Regions from separate parts of the Zea mays genome. Here region 1 is linked to region 2. A link is a contact called in public Hi-C data. All regions are on one chromosome and are shown on one strand. Each heading gives the region's core, a stretch centred on a gene start, on an enhancer-like site or on the middle of the called end of the contact. The rest is flanking DNA. Distances are from core to core; before and after follow the strand shown. Region 1 has its middle 56 kb from the start of LOC100193705. Region 2 has its middle 44 kb from the start of LOC103639215.

The links. Hi-C and Micro-C count contacts between places; a contact is called where the count stands out from the background.
Region 1: a contact with region 2 is called in a Hi-C map of leaf, with 5 times the contacts expected there. The contact joins two enhancer-like sites. A contact is called at or near these places in 2 of 25 Hi-C or Micro-C datasets (bundle sheath and leaf).

Annotation. Positions count from the first base shown.
Region 1 is chr1:145,184,812-145,191,600 of Zm-B73-REFERENCE-NAM-5.0, reverse strand. No RefSeq gene overlaps it. Among protein-coding and RNA genes, the nearest start is that of LOC100193705, 56 kb to the left of the region's middle. Within about 2 kb of position 2,525, at least 18 of the 20 cell types and tissues checked have an H3K27ac peak or open chromatin away from gene starts, as enhancers often do. A contact at or near this core is called in bundle sheath and leaf, where this site is marked.
Region 2 is chr1:144,976,133-144,982,637 of Zm-B73-REFERENCE-NAM-5.0, reverse strand. No RefSeq gene overlaps it. Among protein-coding and RNA genes, the nearest start is that of LOC103639215, 44 kb to the right of the region's middle. Within about 2 kb of position 4,732, at least 14 of the 20 cell types and tissues checked have an H3K27ac peak or open chromatin away from gene starts, as enhancers often do. A contact at or near this core is called in bundle sheath and leaf, where this site is marked.

The DNA of each region.
Region 1 (6,789 bases), core at 1,276-3,775, 210 kb before region 2:
TCGTCTGTCCTTCCATACCATTTCTATGGCCAACGCTAGTAGTATTATTTATTTATACATGGCTGTTATGGGTTATTTGGAATATGTTATTTTATTTCGCTACTTGTGGTGATATATATACTAGTGAAACTCTTGATTATTAGCAGTAAATTCCTCTTTATTTAGCGATAGAGAGGGGGGTAATTACTACGTGCCACTTGATATATACATCCAAATAGATTTTAATTCGATTTTGGCAGTTATATATATCCTTAATTTTCTACGGTAACATGCACCGGTTTTTTTTGTAGGGGGTGCCATCCAGTGTACCGTGGATACTCCACGTGTGAGGGTGAGGCTAGCTCTCTTTAGTCTGCACAGAGAAAATATGAAAGGAATTGCTACACGCCACATATTCCTAATAATTTCGATTCTGAAAGCGATGATTTTCGACGATGCCTTCTTGAAAAACATGGCAAAATCCAGCCAAGCCTCAAGCTATGAGTTCCACTAGAGCAGCCATAGATATTCTTTGGATCACCACATTAAAGTTTAGCCTATCGATTGTAGACTAAAATCTAGAAACATTGTTTTGCCACTAAAACATAAAATTTTTGATGGCCTAAGTAGTCAGACATAAGCTCTATACCGTCAAACATAAATTATTTTCAACAGCTTATGTCCGACACGATGTGTCCGTTGATCCTAAAAGGTCGGAAATGATCTTATGTCAGCCGTTGAATATAGCCAATGTCCGACTAACTCACAGACATCATCGACAGTATGCTTGGTTAACGGCTGTGACGGCGTACAATGGGTCCCACACATGTTATGTCCGATGGTCTACATGCAAGTCAGATATAATAAGCTTATCTTCGATGGCTTGCATGTAGACCATCATATATTAATTTGTCTTATGTCCGACGGCTTGTCTGTAGCCGTCGGATATAATGAATTTCACATAGGTCAATATTCTCCCGGTTTTTGTTCATTCGCACAATATACATTATCACATCCTAAAATATCTAGATTTCACAACCAATACATATTCACAAATACATACATCCACAAATACATACATCCACAACCACAAACAAATACGGATATTTTTTAACATGCATAACACACATTTTATCGACAATACACATTCACAACCACACACACATATCACACATCCTCATTCACATATCACAAAGGTACACACATAGAACTTAGTTGATCCACATTCATATAGTTCCAAATTCATTAAAATGTCATAATAAAACTACTAAGTTCCAAAATTGCATAGGAATCGAATCCTAACTAACTATGCCTACCATTCGTCACCTTGTTGGTTAGAGTTGTGGCCACTTCCTCCGGCTAGACCTTGGGTGTTGAAAAGGTTGTTCACCTATGAAGTCACAGCGTCGTCTTGGCCAGATGCATCTCCAGGTGCTACAACCGAACAAGGAGGTGTCTGGAAGGCATGTAATAAATATTTGGACATTAACCAATATATTCTTTATTTTGTAACACACATTTATGTACATACTCTTACTTGGGACGCAGGAGACCTACGAGGGCGAAGGTGACTAGGTGAGCACGAGTGGCGTGACGGCGTGGGCGTCATGTGCGGCCTAGGGCGTTGCGAGGCAGCGACACGCGAGCAAACCTATGGAGCGTGGGCGTGGCGATAGCCAAGGAGGGCACGCGAGGTCCGTCGATGTCGTCGTGCGGGCGCGGATGAGGGCAGGCGCAGCGTGCACGCGCGGCCACTGGCAAGGTGGTGCTGCGTCAGGCGAGGGCGGCCGAGCGGTGGCGCCGCAGGCAGTGGTGGGTGCGTGGGAGCGGAAGCGGCGAGTGGGCACAGAAGCTGAGGCGGTGACGGAGGCTGAATTGCGCGTGCTCGTGAGAGAGAGAGGGAGAAGAGAAGGAGAGCCAGAATTGAAACGGCGGCCGGTACGGCGTTACCTAAAAATTGTCTATATCTGACGGCTTTTCTGGCAGCTGGCAAAGATAAATCCAATGTCTGACGACTGCATCAGACATTAAACAACATCTGAGGATCTGATTAGGCTGTCGGACATTAATTAAACTTCGACGCCTGATCTTCAAACCGTCAGAAATAATTATGCCATCGGAAATGTCTTCTTTTCCTTTTGTGAATGGGTTCTTTTCATCAATCAGCATCTATTAGTTTTTGTTAAATCATGGTTATATCATATTTACACCTTTTAATATTTTTCAAAACATTTTCGTCCAACCAAACACGCCTACAGTTACGAAAGGTCCCTATCATTAAGATATAGGATAGGAGAATGTCCACCGGGGTCTGGGAAGATGCGTGCGTCCACGTTGGGAACCAAATTTAGGGCCACGAGTTCCAGTCTTGGAGAAAATTGTTTGCACCGATCACTATGGATGACGTGTTTGTTACCTAGCTAGCTAGGCTAAAGTGATTGCGTCGTCTGTATGTGTCCATGACACAAAGAGACAATGCTACATAGGACAAGCAGTTTTATTTGGTGCTCTTGGGGTGGACAAAAATCATCTGCACCGGACGCGTGTTTCTTACTAACTAGCCTACAGTGATTGCACTGTCTGTACATGTCCATGACACGCAGAGACAAGGTTAGATACGACAGCCAGTTTTGTTTGGTGCTCTTGCGGTGGACAAAAACTATTTGCGCCGGTCACTGATGGTGTGTCTTTTACCTGGCTAGCCTAGAGCGATTGCATTGTCTGTACATGTCCATGACACACAGGGCCAAGGTTACGATAGGACAACCAGTTTTTGTTTCGTGCTCTTCGGTGTAACTAGCCAACAAGGTCAGATAAGAAGTGAAAGCTAAGTTTGTTTCTCTAGATGCAGCCTCTGAGGCGCTGCTTTACGAAGCGTGCGAGTCTTGCACGACATGTTTCCACGTAAACAAACACGCTTGAGCTAGTGTGTTATTTAAATGCGCTATTGTTGGATTTAAATAGGCTGGCCTATTCAATTCAATCACTTATTAAAGGTATTAAGAGAGATTAATCTCGTATTGCTAGTAGAAGAAAACTTTGATCAACTTAAAATGTCAATTTAGTATACATCTTCTGTGAAGTTAGAAAAAAGACGCTTGCCTCGTCGACCATAGGCATGTCGTGCCCTCTCTCTTCTCCATCAGTATTCTTCTACCTCATTGTCATGGCTCTACATGCGCAAATGTGTCAGATGTGGCAAGACCAGACCTCCAAAGTGATTGTTTTCTAAACTCTCACCGGCTCGGGTGAGGTACCAACAACGACTGACCGGATACATCACTGCATCAATTGAAATTCAACATCAATCGGCACAATGACTGTCATTGGGCATGTCTTTTTTGCTCTGGCTTTACATAATGTTCTTCAATATTTAGTTCATGTCCATTATGCTAGATCTACACATGCACTTTCCTATTGTTACCAACTTTGTTCTTTCAACTTTTCAGATTAAAATACAACTAAAAACCAAACATTGAAATGATCCAAAAACATGATGGGACTTTTTCGCCTGTTGGCTTAGCGAGTATATTAAAACCAAATGTTTTTGAAGGTACACACTATAAAAGGTGGCGTCAAAGATGCATATTATGGTTGACAGTCATTGAGTGTTATTTGTTGTCGAACCTAGATCACCACAACCACACGATGTCGAAGAGGAGCATCTGTTCCAGAACGTTGATACTACGTTCAAGGGGGCAACAATTGGCATACGAGGGGACTTCATATTAGATGCATATGTGATGATGCCCACTGAAAAAGAAACGAGGAATGCATTGGAGACCAAATATGGAGTGTCTGACGCTACTAGCGAACTATTTATCATGGAGCAGTTCCATGATTACATAATAACTGATGGTCGTTCAATAGTAGAAAAAGCTCATGCAACACATGTACTGCTGAAATAACTCAAGGGTTTTGGTTATGCATTGCCTGAGAAGTTTGTGCTGCGTTGCATAATTGCAAGGTTTCCACAAACTTGGATTTTGATACCTCCCTACAACATAATAAACAAGAGTTTGGTATCGTCAATCTCATTAGCTCTTTAGATGTTGAACAAAAGGCAAGAGCAAAAGATGTCTATGGCAAGAAAGTTGTTAAAGAAACTTCTGGTGCCCATGTGGTGCGCAAAAATCCCCAAAACTCCCACAAAAAGAAGTTTAAGTAAAAGCTCGAACAAAAAGAATACCATTCCTTTTTGAAACAAGAATAACAAGGAAAAAGGCAAATGTTTCACTTGTGGCAAGACCAGACATTATGCAAGGGATTGCCTAAATGCCAAGTGCAAGGCAAATAAAAAAAATGCAAATGTGATTGAGGCTTATGAACGAACTTTGGTGTATAGCAACTTACTACCTAATGTTCTTTCCATTATCATTCACCTGATTGATGGATTGATATAGGAGCCAATATTCCTATGCGTACTAAAACTTTTGGTTTTCTTCTTATCATCAGGTTAGGAGAAGTTCATTCTTGTTGATGAGGAACGGTGCGCATGCGACTGTTTGTGGCATTGGTAAGGTCAATCAGGATCTTACTTTGGGAAAGGTTGTGCAACTAAAGAACATGCAACGTGTCCCCTCAATTATTAATAATTTAATTAGTGGTCCATTTCTATCACACCTGGTTTTAGAAGGTAAACCGAATGCGAACCATGTACGTGCCAGGATCAGCAATTCACGTACACAGCAGTTACATAACTGGACATCATCACACAGTGCTCAAATAATAACATAAAAGGGGTAACAATAGTCGATTACATCATATGTCTGAGACATCCACATAGTCTTTACAATAATCAAAGTGCGTAAAAGAAACGTAGATACACGCGGCCTTCACAGGCAGGCGACTGGGGGTTGCCGCTAACTGTAAAGCCCAAAATTGGTAGAAAAAAATAATAAAATAAATAAGTAAATGACAATAGTATATTTGGAGTTGTTAAAGTTAGAAGTTGGACTCAAAACTAGAAAGTGAAAATTAATTAATAAACATAAAGAATTTCAAATATGGATATGGGTGAACGATTTTCTTCTTCTCTCTTTCATGAAGTAAGCATTAGTATTATTGAAATAACAAAATAATGAATAAAATATTATTGCATCATGATCAATTTTGAGTGTGCATTAAATTTGAATTCTGAAACTTTATCTTGCATTTGAATTTGAAATGTGTAAACCAAAAAGGGAATAGTAAATAAGAAAAGAAAATATAAAAGAAAAAGGAAAAACCTGCGCATGGGCTGAAACTAACTGGTCGGCCCAACAGCGGACTCTCCTGCGCGGGCCACTCGGCTCACCAGCGCGCCTGCCCAACCCTAGCCGCCAGACTCTGCGCGCCACACCTGCTCCCTCCTTGTGACACCTGCTGGTGGGCCCTCGTAGTCAGCTTCATCACCTCCGCCACGACCCAACAGAAAACGCCGAGATCTTCTCCCCCAAAAACTCCTGTGCGGATCAAAACAAACCCGCCAAATTCGTCGTGCTTCTCTGGCCGGGATCCGCGGCACTGCATCCCTGCTCGCCCATAAACCCGCGGCCCGTGGTCACAGCAACATCTCCGTGCTCGCGCGGATTCTGCGGATGGTCAGACCTCCACCCACATGCGTCCGAGATCCTCGCTCGTCTCCACGACTTCGGTTCTGCCTGCAGGATGGGACCGCATCGTCAGCCTCGTACCAAGCTCGCCCATCGGTTGCTGCCGTGCGGGATTCACGACCGTAGGACCGCAACCACCGCCGCCCGCTAAATCCGGCCGGGCGGGGGATCCTCAGCTTTGGCATATAAGACCAAACCGATGGCGAGTCCTATCCCCATCCTCATCCACCTATTCTGCGTGCCACCATAGCACCAAGAACACAGCCGCCATGTGCGCCTTGCCTAGGACCGAGAAAAAAAAAAGAATGGCACCGCTGTTGGCCAAATCAGGAATCGGGGGAAAATTAGGCCATCGCCCCGACCTCGGTGACGCGTGGAGGTTCGCCGATGGGTACCAGTGGCGGATCGCGTGTCTGGCCTCCGGTGATGGATGGACGACCGAATCATGGTGGATTTGTCGCCGGTGCTTGATTGGGTTGGCGTCGCCGCCTCATGTCATGGACTGTCCTTGCTGCTACTTCATTCACGGTATGGACTTCTCACCCGCCTTGTCGTCACCTCTGTATCACGTAGCACCGGTTGCCATAGGATTTGGCGCACTGTGCCGCAACGCCACCTCTCTCCGGCGAGAACGGCGCCGCGCGAGCTCTGCTCAGTCGCACGCTTTCAACGGAAAGGGGAGGAGCCCATACGTCGTAGATCGACTGTTGGACGGTGGAGATTAGATGAGTTCCGTAGTCGTCCGATCGTATACGTACGTGTAGGATTGGGTCGCGCAGTAATGGGCTCGTGGCCGTAGATCGGGGATCCGAGGGCCAGAGTGTCTTGGTGGATCCATCTAATCTGCACCGTTGATGAATCATTCGACGGCTCTAGTACCCCGATACCTCTTCGCCGCGTGCATTTGCTAAAGAAACCCTAGCGAATTTCAATATAAACCCGCCATCCTCGGAGACTGTTTACTGGGTCTTAGGAATTTTACCCTGAAACCCCTGATCTCTCTGGAAATTGAGGCCCAGTCCAATACAGAGTTAAATTGATAAAATGAATTGGAAATTGGATTTTTAATATGAAAATAAACCCTAGAATTTGTATAATTCATAGAAGATGCATATGAACTCCAAATTGATTTGTTCCAGTGGCATTAATTTTGTTTAGATATTGTTTATTACCTAGTACCTTTGTCTAACCATGAAACTTGATTTAAAATTATTCA
Region 2 (6,505 bases), core at 3,483-5,982:
CCTAATGATTTATGTTACAATTATGAACATTTGTTAAGGTCATAAATGTATTTTTACCCAGGCTACGTCTCATGCCTATAAATAGGTGAACAGTACCACCGTACTGTTCACGCTAGATTGTAATCGCTCTCGCGTCAACACCTTCGAACAAGCCAAAGGTATCAATGTAATATAAATCTTATTAATATCCATATGTTTATCATGAAATAAATATATAAATCAATATATGAATGGATAATATTTATCATATCTATGAATTGTTATTCTTGAGAATGATGAAGGTGCGTCCTTCAAGACCTTCGTCTGAAGATCGTTATATCCGAAAGGAGATGATGCTTCGGAGCACGAAGGTCCCTAATCTTTAACAATCGTGTTGTCTTGTTCTTGATTCACAACATTTGAGAACAAGAGACCAACATAAATGATATGTAATGGAATAACATAGTACAATATTGTATGAGAACTTATCTCCTTTGCCTTAGCATTTTTATTATGTCTCCCATTTCAATAGATAAATTTACAAGCATACCTTTGGCTCCTTGACAGAGTGAGGTATGAAGGTTCTTTGAAGTCTAAGTGACACGAAGCTATGACCCCTTGAAGAGGTACCTTATGCAGGGCACTATTCATCTATGTATAGGGAAGGTGATCCGCCTTTGTACAGGTTTACAATAATGCACATCAAGGTTTTATACATACTGCTTACAAACGATAGTAGGGCAATAGCGTATTTTCTCTGTCCTCGGCTATACGGGCTTCGGCCGTCATTGTTTTAGCAGCTTGCCCCTTTGGGGTGCGTCCGAAGTTGTCGACTTTGGTTGTAGTCCTCGTCACTTGCGCACATACGAAGCTTTTCTGTACACTACTTCGGTTGTAGGTTAGCTTCGTCCGCGAGTGGAGATGTTCCTAAAACACACTTGTTTGTGCCGAAGCAGCATGTTAGACGAGTGATCTTTGGCATAAGAGGCCTCCAACAGTAGCCCCTTGCGAGATGAGTTTGCTTCTTCATAACAAGTTTAGATCACAAAAAATATAATTTGGAGACCTTATGCTGAAAATCCGAAAAATACCTTCCCTAAGCTCGTTATGAAGAAGATGGATTCAATTTTTAATGGAAACGGTCGGCCTGGAAGCTGATTCGTCGGCGGAAAAGCAAGGGCACTGCGCGGAAATATTTTCAGTGACCCGCGCCGCTTCACACGCGTTTTTCAGTAAAAAAGCAGTCGAGGGTGTGAATGCAGATCTAATTTACTACCCTTACCAACACGCTACAAAATTTTTATGTGCCTCCGAAGCTTCTTGTTCATAAGTGCTTCGTTAGCTAGCTTCAGTTGAGCCTTTTTTAGAAAACTCTTCACCTTGTTCAGATGGCTAGAATCCACACCACCGCAAAACTGATCAGTCCTACCTCCTCAGAGGCGCAATAGGATACCATGCCTATTTCTGAGGAAATGAGGGCTTCATCGACATCAAGAGCTACTACAAAATTGTAGAAGGATAGACTGTCGAAGCTGATCTATATTGACATTGGTCGATCCACTTTGAAGGAGAAAGCTTTGCAGTCTATGAGGAGACTTGGCTATTTTAGCAGCAAGGTGAATGTGCACCTTCCTAGGGAAGAGACAATGCCAAAGCCGAGAAAAGACAAAGTTGTTGTTTATAAGAGTTTCTTCAAGGCGGGACTTTGGCTTCCCATGTATAAGATGATTGCAAAGGTATTGCAGCGATGCGAAGTGTTTATGCATCAATTGGCTCCAAATGCCATGGTTCGACTTAGTGTTTTCATCTGGCCATACGAAGCCAAGGCAGTCGTACCGACGCTGATGTGTTTTGCAAGATTCGCAATTAACATTACCAGATGAAGGCAAGGGATGAAACATGCCTTCATAATAACTTCAGGTGTTATAACTTTGCTTACCGCAAAGATACAAGTGGTCTAGTTCTGGCCTACCGAACCAAGTGGTATGGCGACTGGACAAAACAATAGTTCTATGCCGATGTTGACTCCAAACAACACGAAGATTTTAAGGGTATGCTGAGGAGACCTTTGGACGTGAGCTTTGCTTTAAAGAGGCCAAAGTGTGAGATGAGCAAAGCTGCTGATGAATGTTTCAAAGCCTTCAGTACAATCATTAAGAAGATTGGATCTCAAGATCTAGTTCAAGAGGTGCTTGATTATAATTTATATCCAACTCAGATTGGATGGAAAGTGCCCAAGGAGATGAAGTGTAAAGATGAACTTGTTATATTAGCTTTTGACTTCAAAGAACAGTCTTCATATAAGGCTCCTTTGGCTAGGTGGCTGAATTTTATTGAAGAGAAATGCAGTGAAATGTGCGATAATTACCATACTAGAGAGCACGAAGATATGTAATCTACCTTTGGAGGCCGAGGGAAGCTTCGATTTAATAGGGTTATGGATGCCCTAGGGTTTGAATACCTAGATTATGAAGATCTTTCGGCCATGTCGGGTCTAGATAGAAAAGGAAGAGGGCTGCAAAGAATGAGGCTGAAGAGAAATCTTCTAGCCATGTGAAGAAGAAAGCTAAAACATTTGTTCAGAAGGATGCAGTCGCAAAAAAGGCTTCGGCATAAATGAAAACTACAACTATCCTAGAGCAGGATAAAAGAAGCACCACTAGTACCTCGATACTGGGTTGCACTCGGATTCTTGAGGTAATGACTCGACCGCTACCATTTTCCCCTTTAAGTCCCTTCGGACCAACTGTAACACCTCTGGTGTTACGAGAACTTAAATTTTGGCATGACATCATACGCACTGACATTACATTGGTTGTAATACACCTAGATGCATTCACTAGGCTAAAATTTCAAAACAAAAACATGTGATTTGATGCTTGTGTGATGGTATGATCTAGTAAGGGAATCCTTAACTCTAGGTAATAAAATCTTTCCAAGGCCTAGGATCATGCAACCTTATGATTTAAGCATGAGGGAGTGGTCTTACCAAGTTTGGTAGACATGATCAAGAAATGATGATTATGAAAGATTAAACACTAGAAATGTACCCTAAGACATTTAAAACCCTAAATTGGAGCCCAAAACCCTAATTAGTGCCCTATAGGGTGATTTAAAATTCTTAATCACTTTTTGCCAAAAGTGTATATATCAAAGTAATAGAGTAACAAAAACTAAGCAACTTTTATATTTGGAGGTTTCCAAGTTTTGTGGTGAAACTTGGAGTAATTTGTAAAATTTCAAAAGCACTCCATTCTTGAACCCTGAAAAACAGTGTTATTGAGCCAACTTTGGGCTCTTGCATCCCTTAATCCATAAGGGTTTTGCTATAAGTAATCACGGCAAAGTTGTAGAGCTACTATAGTAGTACAAATTTTTTTAAGTGACTTAGCCTATGAACTGTATGGAACTGGGAGTAAAATTCCCTGGAACTCGGGCTGTTAGTCAAGCAGTATTCTGAACTTAGACTGACAGTGGCATTAGGTTGACTTTGGAGCTAAATTTAGGATGATCCAGTAAAGTTAAGCCCAAGATTCCTGTGACAAAGTTGAAGATGTTATATGGGAGAACAACTTTGCTGCAGTCGTGTTGGTATGCTACTACATGGAAAGGGGAGTAAAATGCTCCCCAAAACTCCATGTCAGTCTGTCTCATATGGTTGTTCAGTGTAACAGTTAACTGAAGAAGATCAGGTTCACTGCACTTCGCCGCCGACGATCTTGCGTCGTGGTCTGCGTGTCGGTTGAGAAGTGTGCGCGCAGCGGCGCAGGTGAGTGAAAATATCGGCGGGGAGGGTGAAAAGATCGTCGTGGGGTGAACTTGGGCCCTGTCGCAAGCTTGCCCGTAGCACCGCTTGCCCAGCGTCATGGCCATGGGATCGTCGTCGTTGATCCATCGTCCTCCCGGTTGTGCCACACGGTAATTCATTTATTACCTCGCAGTAGTCATGGCGGCTGTCGAAGAGTACCACTAGGTCATCGGGTTACCAAAGCACCATGGTGAATGAGCTCGGGTGACTCATCCACTCAATGCCATGAGCTCAACCTTGCCCAAATTCGTGGCACTGGTGGTCGATCCCTATAAATTGACGACTCTCTTATCTTTGCCCTCTTGTTACGGACCCAGTGCACCACCACTCACTTCATTTCATCGACCATAGCCTGAGAACTCTGGATTTCCCCGGAATTGGCTGGAACGCCGCCGCGAGAGACCTCGCCGTGGCCAGAGAATTCCAGGTTGGTTTATACCTCTCTGGTTTGTGTTCTAGTGTCCTTAGGGTCTCATGTTTCTCGTCGACTTGACCATTTGAACTCTATCGTAGTAAACTAGCCGGACCATTGTCTTGTCATTGCGGAACGCTGCCATGGGCCATCGCAACAGGAATAGCCAATTTGGGCTTTCCTCCTATGGTCTCTGCCACCGTTCCCAAACCTAGACATACTCGTGATGCTTACCGTGTCCTCAATTTGAACTCTACCATACCCGAACCCCGGAACCAAGCTTGGTTACCCTCGGTGTCCGCCATGAACTTGAGCAGCCGAGACTGCGGACCATAGATGCTCGATTAACCATGGAGTAGAGGTCGGGTAGGTTCAAAAATAAGACTCGGGTGCTCACTACCACCAGAACAGGTCACCGGAGATGAGTCGGGGCGGCTCCGACCAAGTGTTCGATCGGTGCATGGTCGGGGACGTGACCCCATGAAGGAATAGAAATAAGAGGGCTTAAGCGAAAAGGTCAGCAACACAGTGAACAATATTGTGGACTCTTCACTAGTTATTTGAATGGCCAGGGGCCTTTGCGCAAAGTCGCGCGCGAGCGCGGGCTTCGGTCGCGGAGGCTGCCTTTTGGGCAGGATGGGCCAACTCAGGCTGAATTCGACCCGGTCCTATTCATAATTTGCTGATAGCGTGAAATCCATTAATCCGTGTTTGCTATATTAGAGCCTCAGCCTCTCAACCGACATATAGAGTTGTGTCCAGTATTGTACATAATGTTTCACATAGCGAGGTTCAAACATATCCATATGTTACTATATTAAATCTAAGTACAGATGCATAATTCATGCAAGATATTTGCATGAAAAACATGAATGCCTGAATGGCATCATTCAAATGCTTTATATAGGCATGTATCTATAGCATTTTCTTACTGCATACTGCAATTTATTTATCAAACTGGACATTTACGGAAGTGAACTGATAAGGCTTTGTTTGGTTATAGTGGGATTGAAGTGGATTGAGGTGTATTGAAGGGGATTGAAAAAAAATTAGTTCATATTACACTCCAATACACCACATACCACCTCAATCCACTTCAATATCATATTATCCAAACAAGCCCTAAGTAGGGTGAGAATTTAGGAGGTGTGGGAATCTGCACCACTCCATCGTACAATTCTGTCACCTACGGACCTCCATCATATTACCACATTCTGGATGATATCTTCAATTCAATAAGATGACATCATTTAAAATAAATTAAACTGACACTATTTTAATATTTGAGGAATCCATAAGCATAAGATATAAATAAATTAAAGCCATTATTGACTAAGTCATAAATTTTTAGTGACGAGGTCTCACTGTTACATTTTAGTCATAATTAAAGGAACATCCTAACAACATCAAGATGCATTTCAGTGAATTTGTAACATTTGCCATCACTAGCAGGCTTGTCTAGGCGGTGACGAACACTGACCTTTACCTGTTCGACGACAGCACTAGCAAAGCTCGTGGGTTGTGCCCACTAGAGAACACGTCGACATCAGAGGGTAGGCCAGCTGGGACTAACAACCGGAGGCAGGCGGGAGATTAACGTCGGAGGGTAGGTCGGCAAGGGTCCCTAGTCCCAGCAGGCAAGCAGTGGCGGCGCGCTCCTGTGCTGGTCTCGAGTGGATAAGGCATGGGTGACGAGAGGGTGGAGAGGAAGTGGGTCGAAATGGTTCACTTGTTTTTGAGGAATCACTAGAACCCATATTTTCAATAAGTATTTCGACCCAGAACCAACCTAACCCGCGGGTCTTTTGAACCAAACACGAGTTGTTGTGGATTGAACCCGTTCCAACCCGCGTTAACTGAAAGGGAAAAGTGCCCTTGGGCCATTTCTAAGTATTTTGGTGATTTAGTGTCCAACACAAGTGCTTAAATGATAAACTATGCCAAATGGTGGATAAGGTGCAAATAAATACAAAGGTATGATTCTAGACTTAGTACATTGGTTTTTGTGTACTAACATGTTTGTCTAAGTGCTAGAATCAGAGAAAATACAATTGGAAAAGCTTGGCTCGAAGCAGCCAAGAGTCTGCTCAGTCTAGGTGCACCGGACAGTGACCGGTGCGTCAGGCTGGCGTCTGTCAACTGGCTGCTCTCGGGTTTCATCGGCGGCGTACGACTATAAATCACCGGACTGTCCGGTGGTGCACCGGACTGTCCGGTGAGCCAACGGTCGGCCGCGTAATCCGCGCGCGACGCGTGGCAGAGCCAATGGTCAGAAGGGGCACCGGACTGTCCGGTGTGCACCGGAC